Linked DNA regions of Oryctolagus cuniculus: regions 2 and 3 are each linked to region 1. The links are chromatin contacts, called in public Hi-C and Micro-C maps. All regions are on one chromosome and are shown on one strand. Each heading gives the region's core, a stretch centred on a gene start, on an enhancer-like site or on the middle of the called end of the contact. The rest is flanking DNA. Distances are from core to core; before and after follow the strand shown.

Evidence for each region. A called contact is a pair of places that touch in the nucleus more often than the background predicts.
Region 2: a Micro-C map of ear pinna shows a contact between it and region 1, with 2.6 times the contacts expected there. The contact joins two enhancer-like sites. A contact is called at or near these places in 2 of 6 Hi-C or Micro-C datasets (ear pinna and an unstated tissue).
Region 3: a contact with region 1 is called in a Hi-C map of an unstated tissue, with 6 times the contacts expected there. The contact joins two enhancer-like sites. A contact is called at or near these places in 2 of 6 Hi-C or Micro-C datasets (skin fibroblasts and an unstated tissue).

What each region holds. Positions count from the first base shown.
Region 1 is chr11:7,822,002-7,824,709 of mOryCun1.1, forward strand. It overlaps ZNF217 (zinc finger protein 217), which reads left to right. Exons shown (of 7, transcript XM_008274158.4): 3 at 1-956. Among named protein-coding and RNA genes, the nearest start is that of ZNF217, 28 kb to the left of the region's middle. Within about 2 kb of position 1,285, at least 1 of the 8 cell types and tissues checked has an H3K27ac peak or open chromatin away from gene starts, as enhancers often do. A contact at or near this core is called in ear pinna, where this site is marked.
Region 2 is chr11:7,686,313-7,689,012 of mOryCun1.1, forward strand. No RefSeq gene overlaps it. Among named protein-coding and RNA genes, the nearest start is that of ZNF217, 110 kb to the right of the region's middle. Within about 2 kb of position 1,414, at least 1 of the 8 cell types and tissues checked has an H3K27ac peak or open chromatin away from gene starts, as enhancers often do. A contact at or near this core is called in ear pinna, where this site is marked.
Region 3 is chr11:7,605,276-7,608,088 of mOryCun1.1, forward strand. It overlaps LOC127487358 (a long non-coding RNA gene), which reads left to right. Exons shown (of 2, transcript XR_007914154.2): 2 at 1-960. All of the region lies in intron 3 of LOC127487355 (a long non-coding RNA gene), which reads right to left. Among named protein-coding and RNA genes, the nearest start is that of BCAS1, 190 kb to the left of the region's middle. Within about 2 kb of position 1,301, at least 2 of the 8 cell types and tissues checked have an H3K27ac peak or open chromatin away from gene starts, as enhancers often do.

The DNA.
Region 1 (2,708 bases), core at 35-2,534:
GGACTCCTTCACTTACGGGTGCAGCTTGTGTGGGAGACGATTCAAGGAGCCGTGGTTCCTGAAGAACCACATGCGGACACACAACGGCAAGTCGGGGGCCAGGAACAAGGCGCAGCAGGGCCTGGAGAGCCCGGTGACCATCAACGAGGTGGTCCAGGCGCACGCGGCCGGGAGCATCTCGTCGCCTTACAAGATCTGCATGGTCTGTGGATTCCTGTTTCCAAACAAAGAGAGTCTAATAGAGCATAGCAAAGTGCACACCAAAGACACTACGTCCTGCCCCAGCAGTGCACAGGCAGCCTCCCAGCCCGAGGGCGCGCCATCTCCCAGGGAAGAGTTCTTGCAGTGTTTGGACTTGAGACCCAAAGCGCACCCGGAGCGCGTGCAGAAGCAGGTGCAGTGCATCCCTCAGCTCGACCCCTTCACCACCTACCAGGCCTGGCAGTTGGCCACCAAGGGCAAGGTCGCCGTGGCCCAGGAAGAAGTGAAGGAGTCGGGGCAGGAAGGAAGCACCGACAACGACGACTCGTGCTCAGAGAAAGAAGAGCTGGGAGAAATCTGGAGCGGCGGCAAGTCCGAAGGCTCTGGGAAGTCCAGAGCGAAAGGCGGCTGCGCGGGGCTCTCGCAGGAGAAGGAGAAGCCCAGGCACTCGAGCGGCGACGGGGCCCCTGGGGACGTGGACGCCAAGCTGTCGGCCAGCAAAGAGAAGCCCACGCACTGCTCCGAGTGCGGCAAGGCCTTCCGCACCTACCACCAGCTGGTCCTGCACTCGCGGGTGCACAGGAAGGAGAGGAGGGCCGAGGCGGGCTCGCCGACCTCGGCCCTGGACGGGAGGCAGCCGGGCACGTGCTCGCCCGAGCTCGCCAGCAGCCTGGACGAGGGCGGAGCCGTAGACCGAGGCGAAGGCGGCTCCGAGGATGGCTCTGAGGATGGCCTTCCCGAGGGTCTCCATCTGGGTGAGCTGATCCCCGGGGTCCCGGGCACACAGGGGCTGCAGGGTGGACCCTGGCTGTGGAGGTGTCTGTCTCCCTGTTGGTGACAGTTCTGTGGTCTGTTTGCTCAGGGGACACAGGTGTTTCACAGTTGGGTGATGGTGCCCTCTGTTGACGTTTGGTGATGTGTAGTGACATTCTTGGTGGTCAGAGCTCTGTGTGTGGTATTGTGCGTGCCCATACATGCTGGCACCCGCAGGGCAGAGGCCAGGGCATGGTGCGCAGGGCTTCTGGCACCCCACCCGGTGTTTTGTGATGGCCGAGAGACCCCATCCCTGCCCTGAGCTCCTGTGGCTCCCTCTGTGTCTGTTGGGGCTGGCTTCCCACGTGTGGATCCCAGGGGGGTTCCGAGGCCACAGGAGTTACTGGGCATGAGCGAGAACAGGAAGCGTTAGGCAGGGGCAGCCCGTCCTTTCTGTCCTGGAGGCTGGTGCCCTCTGACCAGGAGCTCTGACGATTTGCCTGTTAGACACAGGAAATGGGAACGCACCAGGCTGTTTGGAAGAAATTCCGTTTGCTTGGTGAAGTCTGACGTGGCCGATCCCTGGGGCCGGCTGAGCTTCCAGCCACAGGACATGGTGTGAAGAAAGGATTCTGCTGCTTAAGAGCAGTTACAAAAAGCCCTCACCTGTGGGCACAGTCAGCAGGTGCATGATGAGAGCATGGGGTGGTCTCCGGGACATGGTCGCTCACACAAGGGGCTGTCAGTTGGGACGGATGCCCTGTCCTCTCTCAGCCTCACTCACTGAAGTCCTCCAGGGACTGTGTGTGTGTGTGGGCCCTGGTGAACCTGACCACAGCACCTTGAACTCTGCACCTGCATGGAAGCTGGTGCCCAGGTCTTCTTTCTGATCATGGTTTGACATGTTTGATGTGAGGGCAGTAGTTTTTCTTTCATATTTATAATTTTTTTTAAAGATTTATTTATTTATTTGAAAGTCAGTTACATAGAGAGGAGAGGCAGAGAGAGAGAGAAAGGTCTTCCATCCAATGGTTCACTCCCCAATTGGCCGCAACAGCTGGAGCTGTGCCAATCCGAAGCCAGGAGCTTCTTCCGGGTCTCCCACATGGGTGCAGGGGCCCAAGGACTTGGGCCATCCTCCACTGCTTTCTCAGGCCATAGCAGAGAGCTGGATTGGCAGAGGAGCAGCCAGGACTCAACCGGCGTCCATATGGGATGCCGGCGCTTCAGGCCAGGGTGTTAACCCACTGCACTACAGTGCCGGCCCCTATAATGTTTTGTGTTCCTTGGGGTACAGGAAACCTAGCTCTGAGCACACTGCAAATCCTCAGTTTTCAGGAATTTAGGAAAACTTAACGGTGGCTCGATGACATAAAGCAGGCTTTAACTTAACCACTGAGCTTGTTGTCCGAGTGATGCCCTCTGTCCAGGGGCATGTGAGGCAGGAAGTGGCTGGTCATTTGCAGGTGGGGTGGAACAGCTGGGCGTGGTAGGGTGCCCTGCTCTCCGTCCCGGCGCTGTGCTGTGGTGCTCTGGCTCACCACGTGTTGCTCAGCCCATCTTTGCTCCAGTTTCCTTGTTTGCAAGATGGCTTCCTTGACCCTCCTTCCACCTGCCAGGGAGCGTTTCAGCAGGCTGGAGGTGAAAAGCTCCCAGCCCATTACAGTACAGAGCCGCCTGGACCAGGCAGCTGTGCGGGTTCCATGTCCTTGCTGTCCCAAAGTTAGGCGATGCCTTTATCTTGCATGATGCGG
Region 2 (2,700 bases), core at 164-2,663, 140 kb before region 1:
TAGACCACATAAGAAATATTGTGACAGTAACGCTGTGAGAAAGACAGCAACACAACCTCACAATCAGATCACGCTTTCAAAGGACTTTATCTCACTTGATCAATGGAAACAAAAAAAAAAATTGTGTATGATTCTCCTTTACTGTAAACACGTTCTAAAAGGTGAACGCGAACAGGCTTTTTCTAACCTGTGCGGTCAGAAAGCCCCAGGGATCCTGGCAAACCTGCCGACCAGAGGAGCCTGCCGTCCGGGTAAATCGACCTGCGTCAAGATCTGCTCACAGAGGTCTTGTCTTCCCTCTGCCCCTGCGATTCGGGCTCCAGTAATCAGGTTCTCTCCAGCTTCAGATCCATAGCTGGGAGGCCTTCCTGCAGCCACCGTTTTCTTGAATTCCTGTGTTGGTGCCAAGGAACAGGAGCCGGAACCTGGTCCCCAGGCCACTATCACCACCGGCCGCGGCTCCTCTGTCACTGCCGACTCTCCCCCGAACCCCGCCCGTGTATAAGAAGTGAATTACACAAAAGTCGTGGACAATCTGGTGAAACTTCGATTAAAGGGTCATCCAGGGGCAGGACCGTGGCCCAGAGGTTAAGCTGCCAACCGGCATGTCCGAATCCCATTTTGGAGCATCTGGGTTCAATGCTTGGCTCCGGCTCCTGACTCCGGCTTCCTGCCAGTGAGCACCCTGAGCGCCAGCAGCAATGGCTCAAGTGCTTGGGCCCCTGCACCCGTGTGGGAGACCCAGGTGGAGTTCCTGGCTCCAGGTGTGGCTCCACGCTTCAGCTTGGCCCAGCTGCTGTAGGCATTTGGGAAACGAACACACTCTCTCACTCTTTCTCTCATTCTGCCTTTCAAATAAATAATTAAAAAAAAAAAAAAAGATAATCCCCAAACAAGAAGAAAACCAGTTCTCTGACATGAGATTAACCAAAAGCCAAACACCTTGCACACAGTCTAGGACCCACTGCCCAGCTCTTGGGCTCTGAAAGGCTGGTTCTGAAATGTGGGGTTTTTTCCTTAAGAGGACGGTTGGATGTTTTTATCCAGTAGGGTGTGTATTTCAAAGAACTGATTATCAAGGCTAACAGTCATATTGGATGTCTCCTATCCCTTTAAAAACAACAAATACAAAACCGCAGCAGTAAGCATGAAGGAGTTTATAGCTTTAAGCAAAGTGTGTGTGTGTGTGTGTGTGTGTGTGTGAGAGAGAGAGAGAGAGAGAGAGAGAGAGAGAGAGAATGAAACGTTTCCCTTTGTTCAACAGGGAAGTTTCAATCACTGTTTCAGGGTGTCTACCTAGTTCAGGCGGGTTAGAATTCAAATCAGCTTCCAGACATGATTAAACAAGGAATGCCCCAAACCAGGAAGTTCTTTTGTGTTCTGGAATTTCTTGGTGCTTAGAAGTTGAAGGGCTTTCTGTTTCTCCCGGAGCTGCATCTCTGGGCGTTTGTCGGTGCCGGTTTAACTGCACTCATTTTCATTGCAGATTATACAAGTGAAGGAAAAATACCGAAGCATACATGGCCGAAAATAGAAACTCCCCGGCCTCTCTGACACACACGCCGCCCCCGCTGCCACCCCCGCCCCGTCTCTCATTGACTTCCTGTGCTAAGGGTAAGAGTGCATTCTGCTGGTACCTTTTCTATCTGTTCACACACCCACACACACACACACACCTTTTTAAACCTAAGGAAACTGTACAGCGTGCGCCCTTCCACACCTGTGCTGTAATTGATAATACCTACCACTGGATGGGCAGGACCAGTAGCCTCCCTCGCTCCTCTCAGCCTTTGAAGATTCTGGCTCGCTGGAAACCGCACTGATTTTCCACTGCCTTCTAGACGCAGCCTCAGCTCTTCCAAGGGGAGCCGTTCCGCTCGCGAGAGCAGCCGCACTCCCCCTCTGGCTGGATCCCAGCCTAAGTGGCCGACGGACACTGACACGTTCCCTGCCAGGTGTGGCGTGGAGTTTGGGGACCACAGCAGCTCCTGAAGTCAGAGAGAAGGCCGTCCTGTGTCACGAGGACCTGTGCTGGGACACCCTGGGGCTGGCGCAGCGTCCGTTCTCTTTCCCTGGCCTGGTACTGGTGAGTGTTCTCACCCGGTTCACAGAGACGGGAGCCAGGCCTGCAGAAAATCCCACAGAATGCAGCCCCTGGGGCGGGGTCCCTGCATATTTTGCATCATCTCTCCAGCTGCAGCCCTCACTCTGGGGTGATGGGCTGGGGGCAGAGGAAGAACCAGGCTCGCTCTAGCAGCAGGCAAAGGGGCCCAGGAGTGAGAGCAAGGCCCAGGAGGCTCCATGCTCCCCTCCAGCCAGCCAGCCAACAAGCTCCGGTCAGTTTGCCAAGGCGACCTGCTAGTTACAGACTCCACTCAGGTTCTGGGATGCAGAGTCAGGCTCCGCCCCCTCTCACTGGCATCCCTATTTAGTCTCAATACTCCCCAGCTTTAAAATGAGGGCAATGCACCTCCAAATCTCTTATCCAAACCCTGACAGCCAGGGAATTTGGAATTCCGAATTTTCAGATTTTCGGACTATGATGAAGTGCCCGTGCTTCAGATCACACAGTCCCTCCTGCAGGGTCTGAGGTCGCACCCAGCTGGCATGTGGACGAGTGGACAAGGTGGCACAGGCAGCCTCCACAGGCTGGCCGTGGCCTTGCCAGAACTCTGGTGGCATTTTGCAACCAAATGAGCC
Region 3 (2,813 bases), core at 51-2,550, 220 kb before region 1:
AAAGTGCAAGCAGTAGTTGGAGCATTTACGGCACACCGTGAAGAAAAGCGTGCTTATTAACCTTGTAAACATGCTACAGAAGTACAGGGGAACAAGCAAAAAGAATCGCCAAGCGCCCTTTGTATGCACTAGCCCTTTGTACTCTGCAATGTTCCTATGCCCATAAAATAGAAGTGAGCAGAGGCACTCGGGCCGTGCCTAGCGCTCGCAGGAATGACTGCCACCTTGCTTCTCGGCTTCTGCACACTCAGAAGATTACGTTACCTCTCCCCCAGATCAGCTCCACTTAAAACAACACTTTCGACCGTATTTAGCCCGGCGGGCATCGGAGGGGGATTCAAAGGGCTAATTGAATGCTGAGTGTTTGAGCCTTCAAAGGAAGACCCAGGGCAGCCTGGCAGGAAGCAGGGATTAGACAAGAGGATGCATTGAAACCTGCCCTGCAGACTGGAGGTGCAGCTATGCACAGAAGCCGGGAAGTTCCAAGTCCCCCGCGTGTTAGGGGTGCATCCCTCCAGCAGCCTCTGGCCTTTACTGCACGGCATTTTGTCCTCTGAGTGCCACAGTAATTCACCAAAAAAATGTACTTTAGGAAGAGTGACCCAGGCTCCCGAGGAAGGGCCCCCCCACCCCCCCCACACCCCGCACCGGCTCTGGCCCGAGTCTCCACCTGTGTCTTTCCCACCCATCTGCACGGTTTGCCATCTCCTCGGCGTTCCTGCCCCTGGAAGGGGCTGAGCCGAACGCGTCCGTGCAGGGCTGTGGTTTTCTCCGGCCTGGGCCAGCAAGGGCCGAGCTCGGCTGAAGAATGTCCAGAAAACCGCATAAGGGAGATTTCTGAAGAAGACAGCAGTCTGATGGTTTCCATTTAAATCCTTGGTCCTCCTCTCCTCCCCCTCCAGGCCCCGCCCGCCCCAATGCAAGTGGCAGGAAGCTAACAGCGATTATCGAATGAGCTCAGCTGCCTGGAGTTGTTTTTCTTATAAAAAAAAAAAAAGAAAGAAAGAAAAGAAAAGAAAAAGTGAGGGTGGGTGGGTGGGTGGGTGGGATAGAGACGTTCTGCGCAGAAGATCCTAGAGACACAGAAAACAACTTAGGCTAAAATCCCAGAAGTTTGCTGCCAGGGATAAAGTACATACCTGGACACCTCCACCCCCCAGAAAGTTGCCTGACCGGATTGGTTGACTCCGCAGGCTGCGGGCAGAGGTGCACAGGACCTGATCGTTGGATCCAGTCCCATGGCGCTGGATTGCCCAGGAAGCACTCACAGCTCAAGGCTACTGCATGGCAACACTGTGGTCTTTGAATTACCAGGGCTGAGACGCCGTGCGGTCCAAGGACTCCCTAGCCACAGGCGGGCATTGCTCGGCCTCTCTGCAGCCCCAGGGCTGGGGCAGGGGCGGCGTGGGGGACCCTGGCCATCACAGCCTCTGCGCTCCTCGGCGGCCTCTCCCTTTGCCCTTGGGGCTGCAGCCGCTGGCGTTTGGAGCGCTTTGCATCCCCACGAATCCCACTCCAGGCTCTCTCTCTCTCTCTTTTTCCCCTGTCTCCATCAGGAAGTGGAGAGCCAGGCCCCAGATTCTTTCTGCTCCGATGATGTAAACAAATTGCAGAGGAAGTCAAGTCAAACTTTCCCTTGCTTCTTTTGTTCTCCCAACTAGCAATTCAGACAGCAGGGCCAACTCTTCCTGGATGCCTTTTAAAGGTTGTTCTTAACTGGAAAGGAAGAAACCCGTTGGCCTGTATTTTTTCTGTATCTGTAGAACAAAGATTCACCTAAATGCATGTTTTAACAAAACAGAAAACCCTAGAAGTTAGGAAAAGGCTGCTTTGTTTTGTTTTTGTCATTACCCAGCTGGCTGATTGCTGCTCTTTCCCTCAGAAATCTCCAGGCTGAAGCAGAGATAGCAAAGCCATCCTGATCTTCCTGTGGACAATTTCTAAACCCGAATCAGAACTGCTACTGCCCTCATTCACAGCCAAGGAAAGCTAACAGTCATGATTCAATTAAGGCTGCCCCCACACGGCAGGCACCAGACAGACAGGAGACATCTTATCTGTTCCATCTGCAGATACTGCTTTAAAAATCACGGCTAATTAAGCCCTTCCCATAGTGGAGACTACTTGAACCTTTATCCTTCGCTTGTAAGATTTCATCTCTGGGTTTCACTGACAGCGCTGAGAGCCAGCATTTTCAAACCAGAGGCACCTGATGATCTAGGTGAACTATTTACCACACCTATCCTAGTCATCTAATAAAAGAAGCTGTGTACCAAGTAACCGAAGGAGAACAGAATGGAAATACATCGCAAACATTTGAAGGGCTGCACCCAACGCTGCTCCCCCGGGGTTGGTGTTCTGTGACATTTACTCTGGCACAAGAGATAAAGATGCTGTAGCCAGGGGGATATTAACATGCCTACTCTGTCGGCCGAGGCCATAGTGTCCTCCCCTGCAGCCAGACCTGTTTTAACACAGCCCGATTCCTTCCTGAAAAATCTTGGAATTCAAATACAAGCTCAAGCTACTTCCTGAATCTCTGTAGAAGAGAAGTAGGTGTGGGGGCAGTATTGTTGTATGGGTGAAAAACAATATGAACAGAGGGAGAAACAGTTCATTTAGCACCATGGGTGGTACCTGTTGGGTTCTCAATAAAAGGTGGTTATGATTCCCCATGGTCAGGAAAAACCAGTGATGGCAGATCCAGAACCTCACAGTATTTGCAAAGTTATTTCTGTGTCAGAACATGTTTGCTCAGTCCTGAGTATCTCCTCCCCCTTTATCTATAAATACATATATACTGTAGATATTTA